Regions from separate parts of the Gossypium hirsutum genome. Here region 2 is linked to region 1. The links are chromatin contacts, called in public Hi-C maps. All regions are on one chromosome and are shown on one strand. Each heading gives the region's core, a stretch centred on a gene start, on an enhancer-like site or on the middle of the called end of the contact. The rest is flanking DNA. Distances are from core to core; before and after follow the strand shown. Region 1 holds the start of LOC107886471 (ranBP2-type zinc finger protein At1g67325). Region 2 holds the start of LOC107886462 (REF/SRPP-like protein At1g67360).

What was found. A called contact is a pair of places that touch in the nucleus more often than the background predicts.
Region 2: a contact with region 1 is called in a Hi-C map of leaf, with 4 times the contacts expected there. The contact joins the promoter of LOC107886462 here to the promoter of LOC107886471 in region 1. A contact is called at or near these places in 10 of 34 Hi-C or Micro-C datasets (anther, callus, hypocotyl and 1 more).

The regions. Positions count from the first base shown.
Region 1 is chrA03:91,297,677-91,300,504 of Gossypium_hirsutum_v2.1, forward strand. LOC107886471 (ranBP2-type zinc finger protein At1g67325) reads right to left here and starts at 1,298. Exons shown (of 10, transcript XM_016810439.2): 1 at 1,182-1,298; 2 at 857-902; 3 at 649-764; 4 at 1-237. The coding sequence starts at 1,190.
Region 2 is chrA03:92,094,146-92,096,845 of Gossypium_hirsutum_v2.1, forward strand. It overlaps LOC107886462 (REF/SRPP-like protein At1g67360), which reads right to left and starts at 1,440. Exons shown (of 3, transcript XM_016810426.2): 1 at 1,089-1,440; 2 at 757-990; 3 at 1-534. The coding sequence starts at 1,295. The coding sequence ends at 91.

The DNA of each region.
Region 1 (2,828 bases), core at 48-2,547:
AGAAGGCATATGGAGCGGCCGAAAGGGACTGCCACCAGAAAGACGACTGCCATAATTGTAATGATAAGCCGATCCTCCAGAAAAAGGTGCTTCATATGGAGGAATAGAGGAACCATTGAAGAGGGAAGAACCATAAGGTGGTACACTGAGATACATAGAAGATGGTGCTCCAGAACCTACATATGGAGCAGACGATGAATAACTCTGTGGCACCTGGAGAGGCTTGCCTGCAGATTTCTGAAAGGGGAAAATTACCAACTCAAGCTTTAAAAATAAATAATGGGAGAAAGAAAATGCAAAGGGTCAGTTTCTAAAGGGAGAAACAAACAGTAGAAAAGATTTACGATTTTATAATAAACAGAGTTATGAAAAAAAATAGGACATAAACGGACTAGAACGAAGCAAGCATTGGGTATCACATAATATACTCTGGTCTTTCAGCACAGAACCAGGTATTAACAAAATAACTGGCTAAGCCACATATTTTGAAGAATCCGCTCTTCTATTACTAATTCTGTTGAAAAACAATTCCAATCTGAACAGAAAATCGAAACCTACGAGCCAAAACTAAAGCAATTAAAATTTCAACAATATTCAAAAACTCAGGAATATTTTGAACGCCATTGGCTAATAAATATGAAGACTTACTGAGTTATGAACAGCTGGCCTGGGTTGAGTGCAATTGCGCATATTGCAAGTAGTTCTAAATGAAAAATTGGCATTCCCGCAACTAGGGCATGTCCAATCATCTTCCCTACGACTACCTACAAATTTAACCATAAAAATTCAAAATTGCCAAAATTGAACATGTTAAAAAGTACACAGAATGAAATAAAAATAAAATTAAGCGGCATACCATCGGTTCTAGCTCGCTTCGCTGCAGAAGAGTTTCTATTATCAACCTGAACCAATTGCCACCCCCAAGAAAGAAGGTTAATCACCGAAACTATGTGCATAAATCGATACTACGCAATAATTACGAAATTAATTTCCACTTTTCAATAATAAATTGGAGAATTAAGCAGCAACAGAAAAGCACATAAAAAAAATCGAAAGAAAAAAGAGAATCCTAGTTTGACAAAGGGGAATTGATTTTCAAGACAAATCTATTATTAGATCTATTAAGTTGGATGCTCGAATCTATAAGAGGGCAAATTCAGAGAATTGGAAGGGAATAATACCTGAGACATTGAGGCGGCGGCAATAGAGGGAGTTATGACTGTTTCGGTGTGAAGATTCGAAACAAGAGAGAGGGAATTGGGAATTTGCCCTACCTGCGATAAAAGGGCGGCGACAAACTAACGGACTTTAAACAGAATAACCAGGGAACTTTTATGCGTGATGTGAGGGATGTAGTTGAAAATTTGGTTTAAAATAAGTATAAACGGTTGCTCGCTGCTGCCCCTCTGAATTTCTGACGCCGTTATTGTGATTTGGATGGGGGCCGGTGTTTGGACTTCGGTGTGACCTTTGCCTATTTTGGACGGTCCATGTACTCTTCAATTAGCATGCCTCGAATTTGTTGGTCAAGGTTCAATTGCTTTTAAATAATCTTATTGATCTCAATCTAATATATAGGTTTACATATGTGATACATTAATTAATTTAGTATGAATTAAAATATATTAGGTTAATTATTTAAAATATTTAAAAAATTGTTTTGTATAGTTTGATTGCAAGGTTTTTTAAAATAAAAATCATAATTATTAAAATGTATTATTTTTAATTTACATGTACGATATTATATTGTCAACAGTAAAATATTTTTCTTAAAATCATAAAACAAATTCATAAATAATATTGTCACATAAAAGAGAGAGCATATATAATTCACTAAGGCTACATTGGGTGAAAAAGAACTAGAAATGATTAAGGAAAAGAATTTATGGTTATAAAATGCATGAATTTGACAATTTTGATCAACTTGAGAAATGGTAATTGAATATTACAATGTCATGAATTAAGTGCATGTACGTAAGCAAAGGAAAAAAAAAGATTATGAACACTTACTGAATATTGTATTCCATCACATTTATATGGATTCTTATGCAGTTACCTTATTTATATGCCATTGCTAACATGTATGTGTAAAGCTTATTGAGTTCTTTCTAGTATAGTATTTTTCTATTTAAGTTTACTAAGTATTTCATGCTTACGTGTTATTGTTTTTGCTTGTAGATTATCGCTTTCAAATCCTTGAAGTCGTCTCAACTTGAAATCATCACACTAGCAACAAACTTATCTATAGTATGAAACTTAGTGTATTTATGACTTGTGGCATGTATCTAGAATGTCGATATGTATGATCATGCTAGTTTCAATGGCCATTTGTTATCTTGAGTAGCCTAATATTTAATTGATATGTTAGAAGCTCTGGTGGTTATGTTTGAGCTTATTAAATTGAAGTTCCAAGTAAGTTGGCATTCATGAAGCCAAATTTTCATTTAATCAATGCTTAGATTGATATCAAATTTGCTTTTCATGATATCTTTGAAGTATGGCCAAAGCATGTTTTATGTTACTATGTTTAAAGGCGTTTTGGTATTTTTTTTTTAAACCCAAGTTTTGGTAATAAGCCTTTGGGTATCAAAACAAGTGGTTTTCAAGTCAATGTTTGGCTCCAGGGGTAGAGGTATTGATATCTGACCCTTGCGGTATTGCAACAAGTGTGGCAAAATGACAAGTTCTATCACAATTGGGAGAAGTATCTACACTTCTCCTTAATTGTACCAATACCATGATGCAAGGCTTTGGCTATTGCATTGTTGTGAGCCCTTTTGGCATTTTAAGGTCCAAACACCTTCGATCAACTTCTAACCATTTGTAAA
Region 2 (2,700 bases), core at 190-2,689, 800 kb after region 1:
AACCAAGTCATATTAGATTCAACATGTAGCCAATTTACAATGGCAAAGCATCACATTGCCTCTCTACTAACACACTCAGAAACCAAACACCTAATCTGAATCTGATTCAGATTTATGATCATCCGCATTTGCTTTCTCTTTTCCTTCAGCTTCCTTAACAGCCTTCCCAAAGGCATCAACGGGAATCGATGGTAAATACCCAACCACAGGATAACCTTTTCCGCTCTTCTCCTTTAACCAACTGTTGTATTTCTCACACAAATTAGCTGCTTTGGGAACAACCTTTTCTGTCACTGAGTTGAAAGTCAAGTTGCTGTTCAGTTTAACCCACAACTTGGTCGAGCTTACCAACACCAAGTTCTTGTACTCAGCTGCAGCGTAGTGCAAAGCCCCTCGTGCTCCATTGGTTCGAGCCTCCTCTACTAGTTTCTGAGCCTTTTGGGTTGCCTTTTGGACCAAATCGTGGGCCAGGTTAACCACTTGCTTGGCTGGTGCTGGAGCATGCTCGTCAAATTTGTGTGAAACCTCATCTACCTACGGTTATTTTAATCAAATACGATAATAAAGTTAGGAATAAATTGGTTCACGCTAAACTTAACTTTCCCCATTTTTAAAATATTAGATTTAATCCTTACTCTTCCGATGAATTTCAAAATACTAAAATTACTTGCTAAACTTAAAGACGAGAAAGAACTAATCAACAGAAACTTCTGATCAAAAGTTCCAAACAGTGATTTTTTCTTAATGGGCGAATACCTTGTTATCAAGAAATCCAAGAAAATGATCAGGAACATCCTTAAATTTCCCGTAGGCGGGACCGACGGCAGTGGTAACGGCATGCTCGACGGCGTCAACGGTGGATCTCAACGGCCCCGAGTTCTGTTTAGAGTAATCGTAAAGGTTCGAGACGCAAACCAAGGCGTGGATTGTAGCCACCCTGACGAAGTTTAGGTGCTTGAGGCCTAAATTCTTGTTCTCAAACTCTAACCCCTAAAATTTTAAATCAAATCACAAACAAAAAAGCTCTAAGCTTAAATTTTGAAAATAAGGGAGAAAGGAGGAGAAGAAGAAAGAAGAGATCAAAATACCTTCTCCATGGTTGCCATCTGTTTGATGCAAGTATTCTTTGCTTCACTTTTTTGAGAGAAAATAAACGATCGTAATCTACGGTGTAAAACAAGTGCAATTTTATTTATTTTATAGATGAATTCATATGGGATGTTAGATGAGATCCAACGGTTTATATCGGATCTAAGGATATCACAATGCCAGAGCGGGCGGTTTTCCAATTTCATCTTTCTTTACTTTTCTGGGAGCAAATAGAGGATTCTAGAAGGACACGTGGAAGGATCTTACTTGGTGGAGATGCAATAATATCTAAGGGAACCATTTTCTTATTCTTGGGCGGTCTGTTGTGAGGTCCACCCATTCCCACACCAATTTTTATTCTATCTAATTGCGCTGAATATTATTAAATTATTTGTAAATTATATTTTAATTATTTAATTTTAAAAATTTTAAAATAATTTAAAAGTTTTTATTTAAGCTATTGAATGATTAAAATAATTATTGTATAACTTTTTTCGTTTGTATTACTTGCACAAATTGAAAGATTTTCTTACTCTTTCTTTTTACAGTTTAATTTTTTTTAAAAAATAATGTTGAATGTTATAAATTTCAAACTAACATTCAAAAAATATTGTTCTTTAATTTTTGACATTAATTATCAAATTAACTTAGATATAAGATATGTTATTATACTTATTAATAAATATTAATCTATTTTATTGATCATTGAAGTGTCACTTAAAATTCACTAATCAAATTTTTTTAAAAAAATTTAATAACTCAATAACTTTAAATAATTCAACCGCTTTTGTGTCTCATTTTACTTTTGGAACTCAAAATTGTGATAGGAGGGAAGCAAGTGTTGAGTCGTTAAGATTTAATTATTAGATTTTTTTTTACAAAAATATTATAATTTTATAAGTTGTATTAGGTTGTGTTTTCTATATTTTATATAAAATTGAACATATTAATATATATAGGAGAAGAATCGGAGTTGTTTAGTGTTTTGGATTGGGATGTGAACTACAGATTTAATATCAATATATTCTTTTATTATTATATTAGTGGTTAATCCTCGATATATTAATAATCAGGGTGTGCTATTACATGAAAAATTACTTAAAAATATAATTTCTCAAAAATGAACTTATAAATTTTTTTTTTATGTTCGGATGATTTGGCTTTAACAAAATTTTTACAAAATCTAAGCTTTGAACATCAAAGAATACTCGTTCAAAAAAATTCTTTCTAACATAATTTTATTTATTTTTGAATTAAATAATAATTATTTATGGTTAAATACAAATTAATTTACATAAACAACCATATGTATATATTTTAGTTAAAACATGCTCCAAATTATTGAGCAATGACCAAACACAAACACAAATTTCATTTTCCAAACAATCATAAAATTATTAATAAGTAGAAGGTAAAACATTTCCAAAATGTGAGGCATTTTATTACATGCAGAAGTAAAAAAATTGAGATACACTCTGCTATATCATCTGAGTAGCTCATGTTGAGTGACAAAATAAAATAGAACAAGACTGAAAAATTGCAAACTTTGTACTAAACACTACAACCACTTACACAACACATATAACTCATGGAAACATATAACTAACAGCG